2 separate regions of the Sus scrofa genome follow, and region 2 is linked to region 1. Evidence: chromatin contacts called from public Hi-C data. All regions are on one chromosome and are shown on one strand. Each heading gives the region's core, a stretch centred on a gene start, on an enhancer-like site or on the middle of the called end of the contact. The rest is flanking DNA. Distances are from core to core; before and after follow the strand shown. Region 1 overlaps PLAC9 (placenta specific 9). Region 2 has its middle 7.3 kb from the start of SFTPA1.

Evidence for each region. A called contact is a pair of places that touch in the nucleus more often than the background predicts.
Region 2: a Hi-C map of liver shows a contact between it and region 1, with 1.9 times the contacts expected there. The contact joins two enhancer-like sites. A contact is called at or near these places in 3 of 47 Hi-C or Micro-C datasets (embryonic fibroblasts and liver) and 1 of 2 datasets of contacts at active chromatin or transcription factors (alveolar macrophages).

What each region holds. Positions count from the first base shown.
Region 1 is chr14:81,894,899-81,899,465 of Sscrofa11.1, reverse strand. The region is part of intron 1 of PLAC9 (placenta specific 9); the gene reads left to right. Among named protein-coding and RNA genes, the nearest start is that of PLAC9, 4.7 kb to the left of the region's middle. Within about 2 kb of position 2,780, at least 39 of the 83 cell types and tissues checked have an H3K27ac peak or open chromatin away from gene starts, as enhancers often do. A contact at or near this core is called in embryonic fibroblasts and liver, where this site is marked.
Region 2 is chr14:82,100,573-82,104,852 of Sscrofa11.1, reverse strand. No RefSeq gene overlaps it. Among named protein-coding and RNA genes, the nearest start is that of SFTPA1, 7.3 kb to the right of the region's middle. Within about 2 kb of position 1,507, at least 14 of the 83 cell types and tissues checked have an H3K27ac peak or open chromatin away from gene starts, as enhancers often do. A contact at or near this core is called in embryonic fibroblasts and liver, where this site is marked.

The sequences.
Region 1 (4,567 bases), core at 1,531-4,030:
GTTTCTTTAGTAAATAAATCCCCCCCCCTTTTTTCTTAAAATGTGTTGAAACTGGGTTGTTAGTTTTATAAAGTTTTTCTCATTTAGATTTTAGTTGATTACATCCCCTGGGTGTCATTTAAATATTCTTCTCTCCCCTTTATGGTCTATAAACTGGTAGTTAGAGCTAGAAGCATCATCTAATTCCAGTTAATTTTTTTTTTTTGCAAGAATACTTTGATGATATGTTGCTTTAATTTGCATTTGTTTGATTACTACCAGGGTTGGACTTTCTCTTCCAGTGCATTGTGGTCATTTCTACTAATTCTCATGAATTGTCTTAGACATTTCATTTGTGGCACTGGGATTTTTGTTTTGTTTTGGCCACACCTGCAGCATGTGAAATTTCTTGGACCAGGGATCAAACCTACACTACAGCAGTGACCCAAAAGCTGCTGCAGTGACAACATTGGATACTTAGCCCACTGTGTCACATTGGGATTTTTCGTAGTGATCTGAAAAGTTCTTTGTGTTGAGTGATGCACACCGTTTTGTGTTACTCGTAGAGAACTTTTTTAATGTTAAGGCTTCAGCTGCATTCCTTTCCTATTTTGCTATCAGAGGGATCTGAAGTCCTAGAGCCTAGTCCTAACCATTCTCACCCATGCCAGGGGGCCCACAGGGGAAGCTCTCACTGCCACTACTCCAAGTCCTCACGGACTTGGGTTTTCCATTGGGATTCTGCTTTTTTGCTTTGAGTGAAAGAGGAAGATGCTGAAGGATTATGGTGAGGATCACAGCATTTCTTCTTACAAAAATGGATGTTGTAGGGAGTGAACTGCTGCTCAAAGACAATTCAATCCAATGTACACAGTTGGGCTCTTGTGGGGCCTCAGGGCAGGTGCAAGTGCATTGGTACAAATCCCCTTAGCCTCATACCTGTCCAGCCCCACATTTTACAGAGAAGGCAGCTGAAACCCCAAAATAGGAGGCCCTTAACTCATTGCACAACTGCCATGACACAGAATATATAGTGTTAGGCAGATAGGATCCAAATCCTATTCCTGCCACCTACTAGCCTGTAGTCCTGGGCATGTTATCTTCAGTTTTCTAATCTATAAAAAAGTGAATGTAAGAGTACTGAGCTCACAGAGGAATTAAATGAGATAATGCTTGTAAGTACTCTACAAAAAGCCTGGGTCATAATAAGTGATCACAAATCAATAGTAGTTGCCAGTATAGAATGTGGTTGTACCCATTCTAGAGGTGAAGAACCAAGGATCCAGCAAGTAGGATTAGCTTGTAGCAGAGCCCAGAGAACCCGGTCAGCTCTGAGCCCTCTGTGTGCTTTTTGGAAGAGCCTCTCTCAAGCATCCCTTAGACCCCCACACAGGTTTAGTCCTAGAGTAGATGCCTCCCCATCTTGAAGAGACCCGATCAGAGTGATCTAGCAGAGAGTACTGGCTCCACGCGGAGGGGCTTTCACTGACTTGCTCAGTCTCCAGCCCACCTGGTGAATGTCCTCCATGGCATTTGCACATCACTTAGCGGTTCCAAGGCAACTTTGAGTGTGGGATCCCCTTGGATCAACACAGCAGTCCTTCCAAGTAGCCAGAGCAGATCCCTTACAGACGAGGCTGAGTGAGAGGCAAAGAGCACAGTCAGTAAGCAGTGGAGGTGAGACTCTGCCTCTGACTCCCAACCTCATGTTCTGTTCACAGCACATGGAGAGAGGTTTATCCTGGATGGCTTCCTAGACCTCAGCATGGTGGAGGTTCGGGAATGTAATAGTACTTTATAACCCAGTGGATTATAAAATAACTGTATTCCAGAGTAGAAGGAATCTGGGTTCCTGTATGGCTTCAGGGACAGGAAGCCCCTGCCAGCCCTGACTGCCAGCCAGTCTATTCTGAACTGATGATATGGGAGGAAAAAAAAAAAGGCGTGTGTGACTGAGGGGGCTCTTTGTTACAGCAGCTTAGCCTATATTCTCACTTAACCAGATGCTGACTGTATTGGAATGAGATTGCTAAGCTCTCAGAGTTGATTGTCGAGGTTTGAATCCACATCTGGAAAATGACCAGCGTGCAAAGCAGGCAGAACATATCACTCCCCAAACAAAGCAAAACAACACAGAAATGTTCCTCAATGTCTAAGCTCCCTCTTAGGGGCTAGAGGGCCCCTCTCCTGTTTTAGCCAGAGCAGGCCTACAGATTAGAGTTTGAAAATAGTGTTGTTCTGCTTAAAAAAGAAAAATCAAAAACCACTGTTGGTTTGGAAGGAACCACAAATTTTAATGTAAATATGTGGTCAAATTTATTATACTATTATATTGAATATGGTCAAATAGAATTAACCCCTAAGGGACAGGTGTGACTGGTCACAGCAGAGACTGTCTTTGTCATCCAGAAGCACAGCAGCACCTCTCAAGGTCAGAAGTCATTCGAGTTGTGTGCTTTCTTAGTGTTTGGGTCCCAGAGACAAAAGGTCTCCTATGCCTGTCAGTGGGAAGGGGCTGTACTTCCTGCCTTGGTGGGTGATGGCCAGTGGCCATGTCCCTTTAACTGGAAAGGCTAGCCTGGTGTCTCAGCTGGGCCTCTGGCCTCCACCAGCTGCCTGCTCTCACCATGTTCCACCCACTGTCCAAGGGCACAAATAGGCCCTGGGCTGGAGCCTGGCCAGGGAAAATAACTGGCATCCAAGAAGGTCTATTTCCCAACTGGCCAGGGCCGGGAGGGTGGGGCCAGAGGAAGAAAGGGAACACTGGGAACCACAGCCTTGGCTGCCTGTGGTAAGTCATGATCATTCTTCAGCCTCCCCTGCTCTTCCTCTGGTTTGAGCTTCCCCAAAGCCCTGTGAAACTGGTATTATCATGAGCCTCCTTCTGCGGGTGAGAAAGCACAAAGGAAAGGAAGTTCTTGCCCTGTTCTTGCCTCGTTGGAGCTTCTGGGCCAAGAAGCAATTTGTCCTTGACTCATGCCGGTTCTGTCGTTGTCACTAATTTTTGAGGCCTGAAAGACAGAGGCAATCATGGATGAGTTACATCTGGGAGGCAGTGCCTCCCCTCCTCCCACCTCGTGTTAACAGAGAAGACTCAGGGCAGGGGAAAGTTCCCATGGGCCCACACCAGTTTGTGGCTGAGAATGGGGGTCTCCAGTGTGTTTTCTGCTGTCATGTGTTACGGTCAGTGCTGTGAGGACCCCGTCAGGGAGGGAGCGGTGCCAGTGGTTGTACGGCCCCACCCTGGCTCTGCCCCAGCACTCTCAGCAGAGCTCCTCAGGGGGCCTGGATGAGCTCACAGACAGTTGTGTGGTGCAGCCCAGGGCGAGGTTGTGTCCAGATGTGACGGATTAGTGCCGTGTGATGTGGAGAGAGCCTCAGCCCAGCCTCTTCCCTGGAGGGGTTTGGGAGCCAAGTTAGGCCTCATCGCAGAGCACAGAGAACAGGATGTTCTAGGCTGAGGGAGGGGAGGCACGTGTTGTTCGTGACTTCGCGGCCTGGCAGAGCCCCGCTTGGCCGGCAGGGTCACGCTGCTTCCTCTTGGCTGAAGCTGGGAGGAGGGGAAGAGGACTTTAGGGCCTGGGAGGGGCAGGTGGGGCTCAGGGCAGGCGCTTGGCCAGAGGCCCCTGGGAGGAGCCTGCAGAGAATGTGTGAACTCAGACCCAAACCAGGACAGACCCCCTCTTCCCAGGCAGCCCTCTGCATGGGGAGAGCAGCTCTTCCTGCCCCTTAGTGCTTATCCAGCTGAAACAAACGAGTCAAAATCTGGACTCCCTTCACCAAGGCCCCCTCTGGACCTGCCTCTGCCTGTCAAAAGCCTTCTCATGATGCGTGGCCCAGAATGGAGCACAGCCCTCCAGACGGGCTTTCTCAGACCACCTCCCCATCCTAAATGTTTTATATCAATGCGTGAAGCCCACGATGGTTTCTGACCATATGTACACAAGTAGAATAGTGGAACAACCCCCCTCCCCGCCCCCCGCCCCAGTCACCCAGTTTCAACAGTGATCAATCTTGGCCAATCTTGTTTGCTCAGCTCTCCCGCCCATGCCTCCTCCCACTCCCAGGCCTGGATTATTTTGAAGTAAAGCCAAGATCTCATAGCATTCCCTCTCTATTTCAGTTATGGAACTCTGAAAGACTTCTCTGAAAAAAAAATCCCCTGAGTGGAAGTGTTGGGATCCAGATAGACCAGGAAACATCAGGGCATGGAGATTCTGTAGAGCTCCAGAAGGTCATCTTGCTGAGGTGGGGCCAGGAGAAGGCCAGGGTGCCTGGAGTCCAGTCATTTGCTGACTGTGTGACCTTGGGCAAGTCAAGAGTTACACATTCATCACTAGCAAAATGGCTCCCCTCTCTGTCCTTACCTTAAGACCTGCCAATCTTCTGGGCAACTTTATATAAAGTCCCCTTGGGCCATCCCAGCCAATACTGAGCGTCTGAGAGTTATAAGAGTTCTGTGTCTACAAAGATCAAGTCTAATAACTCTTACCCCTACTCTGCTTCAGATGCCCACATTGCTCTCAGAAAATAAAGCATTTGTCAGTTTCCACAGTGGAAATACTCTCAGGGTGACTCCCACTTTGGT
Region 2 (4,280 bases), core at 258-2,757, 210 kb before region 1:
TAGTTGATTTACAATGTTGTGTTTCTGCTACAGAGCAAAGTGATTCAGATGTATATAGTAGGATCTTGCTGTTCAGTAGACCCAATTAACTGTGTTTTTGTTGTTGTTGTTTTGTTTTGTTTCGGCTTCACCTGCAGCATGCAGAAGTTCCTGGGCCAGGGATTGAACCCAAGCTACAGCATTGACAACACCAAATCCTTAACCAATAAGCCACCAGGGAACTCCACAATTCACTATTTCTTAAACAGCTATTATCTGGTAGGAGTTTAACTACCAGAGACATGAGAAATATCATCACTGCTTCAGTGATGAGAGCAGTGGAGGTGCTGTCATGGTCTCCATAAATGGTGGTGGATTAAAGAATGGCTGTGCTGTGCTGTGCTGATGGCATAGAGAGCGGGTGTATGGAATGAGGGGCCTGGGGGGCTGCTGTTCTCTGGTTGTCAGGGCCCTGGCTAGGGCTGGGCTGAGCTCAGTTACTTGGTGCCGCAGGAGGTGGGTAGAGGCTGGGATTCTCAGCTCTGTTCTACCCCTCTAGGGCTTTTTTTTTCATCTAGATTCAAGAATCTGCCCCCATGGCACCACCAGCTGTGCAGTGCACCTGCTGAGGGCCTTGGGGCAGCCTATGCTAAGCCTTGAGGCATCTGCAACCTTGAGACTGGAGGCTGGGGTATGAGTTGCTGTGCCAGGCAGTCCAGCTGGGCCAGGACCAAGCAAGTCCAGGGCTGGATACAGATTCTGGGCAAAGAGGAAGGCTATAATATCTGGGTGGTATGGTAAGCAGTCCTGGCACCTGAGGCTTGAATGAGATCCACCTGGCTGAGTGACTGTCCAAAAGGAGCCTGTCTAGGACCTGAGCCATGGCCAAGGGCACTGTGGGCAAAGAACGCACTGGATCTTCAGGGAAACCATGCCTAAGATGCTCTGGGATCAGACGGAAGAAAATTCAAGCCAGGCTCTAGAACTTGCAGGACGTGCCACCTCTGGTAAGTTATGGAGTCTCATTAAGCCTCAGTTTTCTCTGTTATAATAAAATAAAGGTTGGCTCTCTCTTCTAGTGAGCCTGAGAGGAATCTAGTAGATGTAAAGGTACCCAGCAGGGGCTCAGGAATGCACAGTGGTTCATATCAGCTTTCTCTGGGAACCAGCAGCAAGCCAGCCTCTGTGGACAAGGAGGGATGGGACAATTAGCAAGAAAAGCCCTGACAAAGTGATGTGCCCAAGGGCTATGTCTCCATCAGACTAGGTCAGGGGGAAGCAAGGGAGAATCCTCATGGATAGAGCCCAGGGCCTAAGAGGATTAAGTCAGGACCTTTCATGGCACCTGATACAAATAGGATGGATGGAATGGATGAATGTGGAAGGTGGAGTGGATGAATGTGGAAGGCGATGAGTGAAGTTTTGCTTGCACATCCCCCCATTTGACTGCAGTTTTTCATGCAGCCACCAGAGGGCAGAGCTGACCCCATACATTCCCTGTGGGATGGAGGATGGGCTCCCTCTTGTGGGTTCCACTGGAAATGATGAGGCCCAAAGCCCAGGAACCACCAACCCTCTCCATAGGTACAGCAGCTGTTCTGAGAGGTCGGAACTCTTTTTCTCAACATTCCATCTCTCTAGAACAGAACAGTCCAGTTGAGGCAAATGTTCCTGTCTGGCCAGGTTTCTCAGGTCTTTATGTGCATGTACTCCTTGTCCTAGGGAGTGAGTGCTTTTTTTTGAGGGAGCACTGTTCTCAGGGCGAAGGATTGTGCACGTGAGAGAATGACCCTCAGGTTCCTCAGGAAACCACAGGGGACACCGATGCCATAAAACCTTTGTGCTCTCAGGTGGACATTAGAAGGGAGTGGGAACTCCTGATCAAGGACACTGAAGACCCTGCCCCAAGGCGCCATCCCCCACCCTGCAGTGAGCCAGGCGTTGGGGCACAGCTGGGAACTAGGGGAGTCATAAGAGCCTGAGGCAGAAACAGCAGAGTTTGTGTCAATGATATGGACACTCTCTTGCCACAACTCCACCACCATTCCCACCCCGGTCTTTTGTGACATGTACCACCCTGGGTCTCCTTCCCCCCTTGGGCCCCTCTATTCCTCTCACGTGTCTCTCCCAATCTGGTTCTCTGGGGCTGGACATGAAATGCTGTAGGATGGCTCTCTGCTGGTCCCTCAGTCCTCTCTGGATCCTTGTGAATCTCTGTGGATTGGTCCACTGCTCCCTTCCCTGATTCATATTTATCCTGATCTTTATCCTCAGGTTACTCTTCTACATTTCATTGGCAGAGGCTCTATCTCCTCTTCCTTCAGTGCCCCTATTGGTCTTTGACCAGGCTGGATGCTGGGTAAGGATCTCACGTAGATTCCTTGTTTGTCTTCTGGATGTCTGCAGGGCTGTGGACAGACAGAGCCTCTATAGGGCAGTACCACTGGATAAGGCTTTGTGGTGGAAGCAGACATGGCTAGTGGCCAGTGCCTGGCCTGTGTGGCGATCACCTGCAATATTTGTACTTCTGAAGGCTCTGCCCTCTCTGAAAGTCCCTGTAGGCCTGGCTCCTGGCCTAAGGCTGTGTTGGGTCCATTGCCCAGAATGTGCCTCTGGTCTTGAGTCAGGGCACAGCTATGCAGCTTAGGAGAGTTCCAGCACTGGTGGAGGGTGGGGTTGGGCTAGGTTTCAGAGGACTGAATTCCTATGGCTCAGGCTGTATAAGAAGCACAAGTTCCATTTTTTATATTTGTACACATGGTCATAATTTTTATGTTAACACCATCTCCCAGTAAACCAAGATATGTTTGGTCAAAGTTGATTTAGATTCATGTTGATTTGAAGCTGGGGTCTTTATTTTTTCATAGTCAGTTTCTCCTAGGTTAGTGAAAAACAATCCAGTCCCCACTCAACAGACCCTGTGCTATATGAGTGGACAGCAGCGACACACCAGGGGGTTGTTTCAGAAGACGATCCTAGAGTTAGGAATGATGCCCGTGGCAGGAAATATGGGGCTGGTGTGTGGCAAGCTGCTGGCTGTTTGCAGATGTGGGACGCCACCAGCAAGGAACAAATTTTCCTCACATTGGTCATGCTGCCAGGAGCTACCTGGGTTGTCCTCTCTCTCTCTCTTTTTTTTTTTCCCCCTTTCCTTTTAGGGCTGTTCCTGGACTAGGGATTCAATTGGAGCTGCAGCTGAGGCCTACACCACAGCCACAGCTATGCAGGATCTGAGCCCTATCTGTGATCTACACCACAGCTTATGGCAACGCAGGAGCCTTAACCCACTGAGCCACAACAGGAACTCCTGAATTGTCCTCTTTTATTATCACTTCCGTCCAGTGAGGTCAACCAGCCTGTGCTCTGGCTGTCCTTCAGGGAACAGGCTGGGCAGTGCTGAGACCGCCTCTGCCCCATTCTTGAGACACTTTAAGCTCTAAGTGTCAGAGAACATCCTCTCTTCTTGGACATTGAGGTCTTTTGGATAATGAGACCCAGATCTTAGCCAGTCTTAGGCCCACAGTGTGGCTTGAGGGGACATCACTCCAACATCCCGGATCACTGGGGACAAGCATCACAGGCCTGAATACTGAGAGACTTTGGTCCCTCAAAATGTTTTTAAAAGTCTAGGATAAATGGATTGATGGATTCTTGCTGTAATCTGAGGTTAATTAAATGTAAGAGGACTTCTCTGACCACAATGGCATGAAAGTAGAAATTAACCACAGGACTGAACAACATGCTACTAAAAAAAAAAAAAAAAGCAAAAAACAAAACAAACAAAAAACACCAATGGGTCAATGAGGAAATCAAGAAGGAAATTAAAAAATACCTTGATACAAATGACAATGAAGACACAGCCACTCAAAATCTATGGGATGTCCCAAAAGTAGTGCTCAGAGGGAAATTCATAGCAATAAAGGCCTTCCTCAAAAAAGAAGAGAAATCTCAAATTGACAACTTAACCCACCACCTAAATGAATTAGAAAAAGAAGAACAAACAAAACCTAAAGTCAGCCAGAAGGAAGGAAATCATAAAGATCAAAGAAGAAATCAATAAAATAAAGATTAAAAACACAATGGAAAAAATCAACAAAAACCAAGAGCTGGTTCTTTGAAAAGGTAAACAAAATTGACAACCCCCTGGCCAGACTCACCAAGAAGAAGAGAGAAAAAACCCAAATAAAATAAGAAATGAAAAAGGAGAAATCACAATGGATACTGCAGAAATACAAAAAAAAAAAAAAACCATAAGAGAATACTATGAACAATTGTATGCCAACAAATTTGACCACCTATAA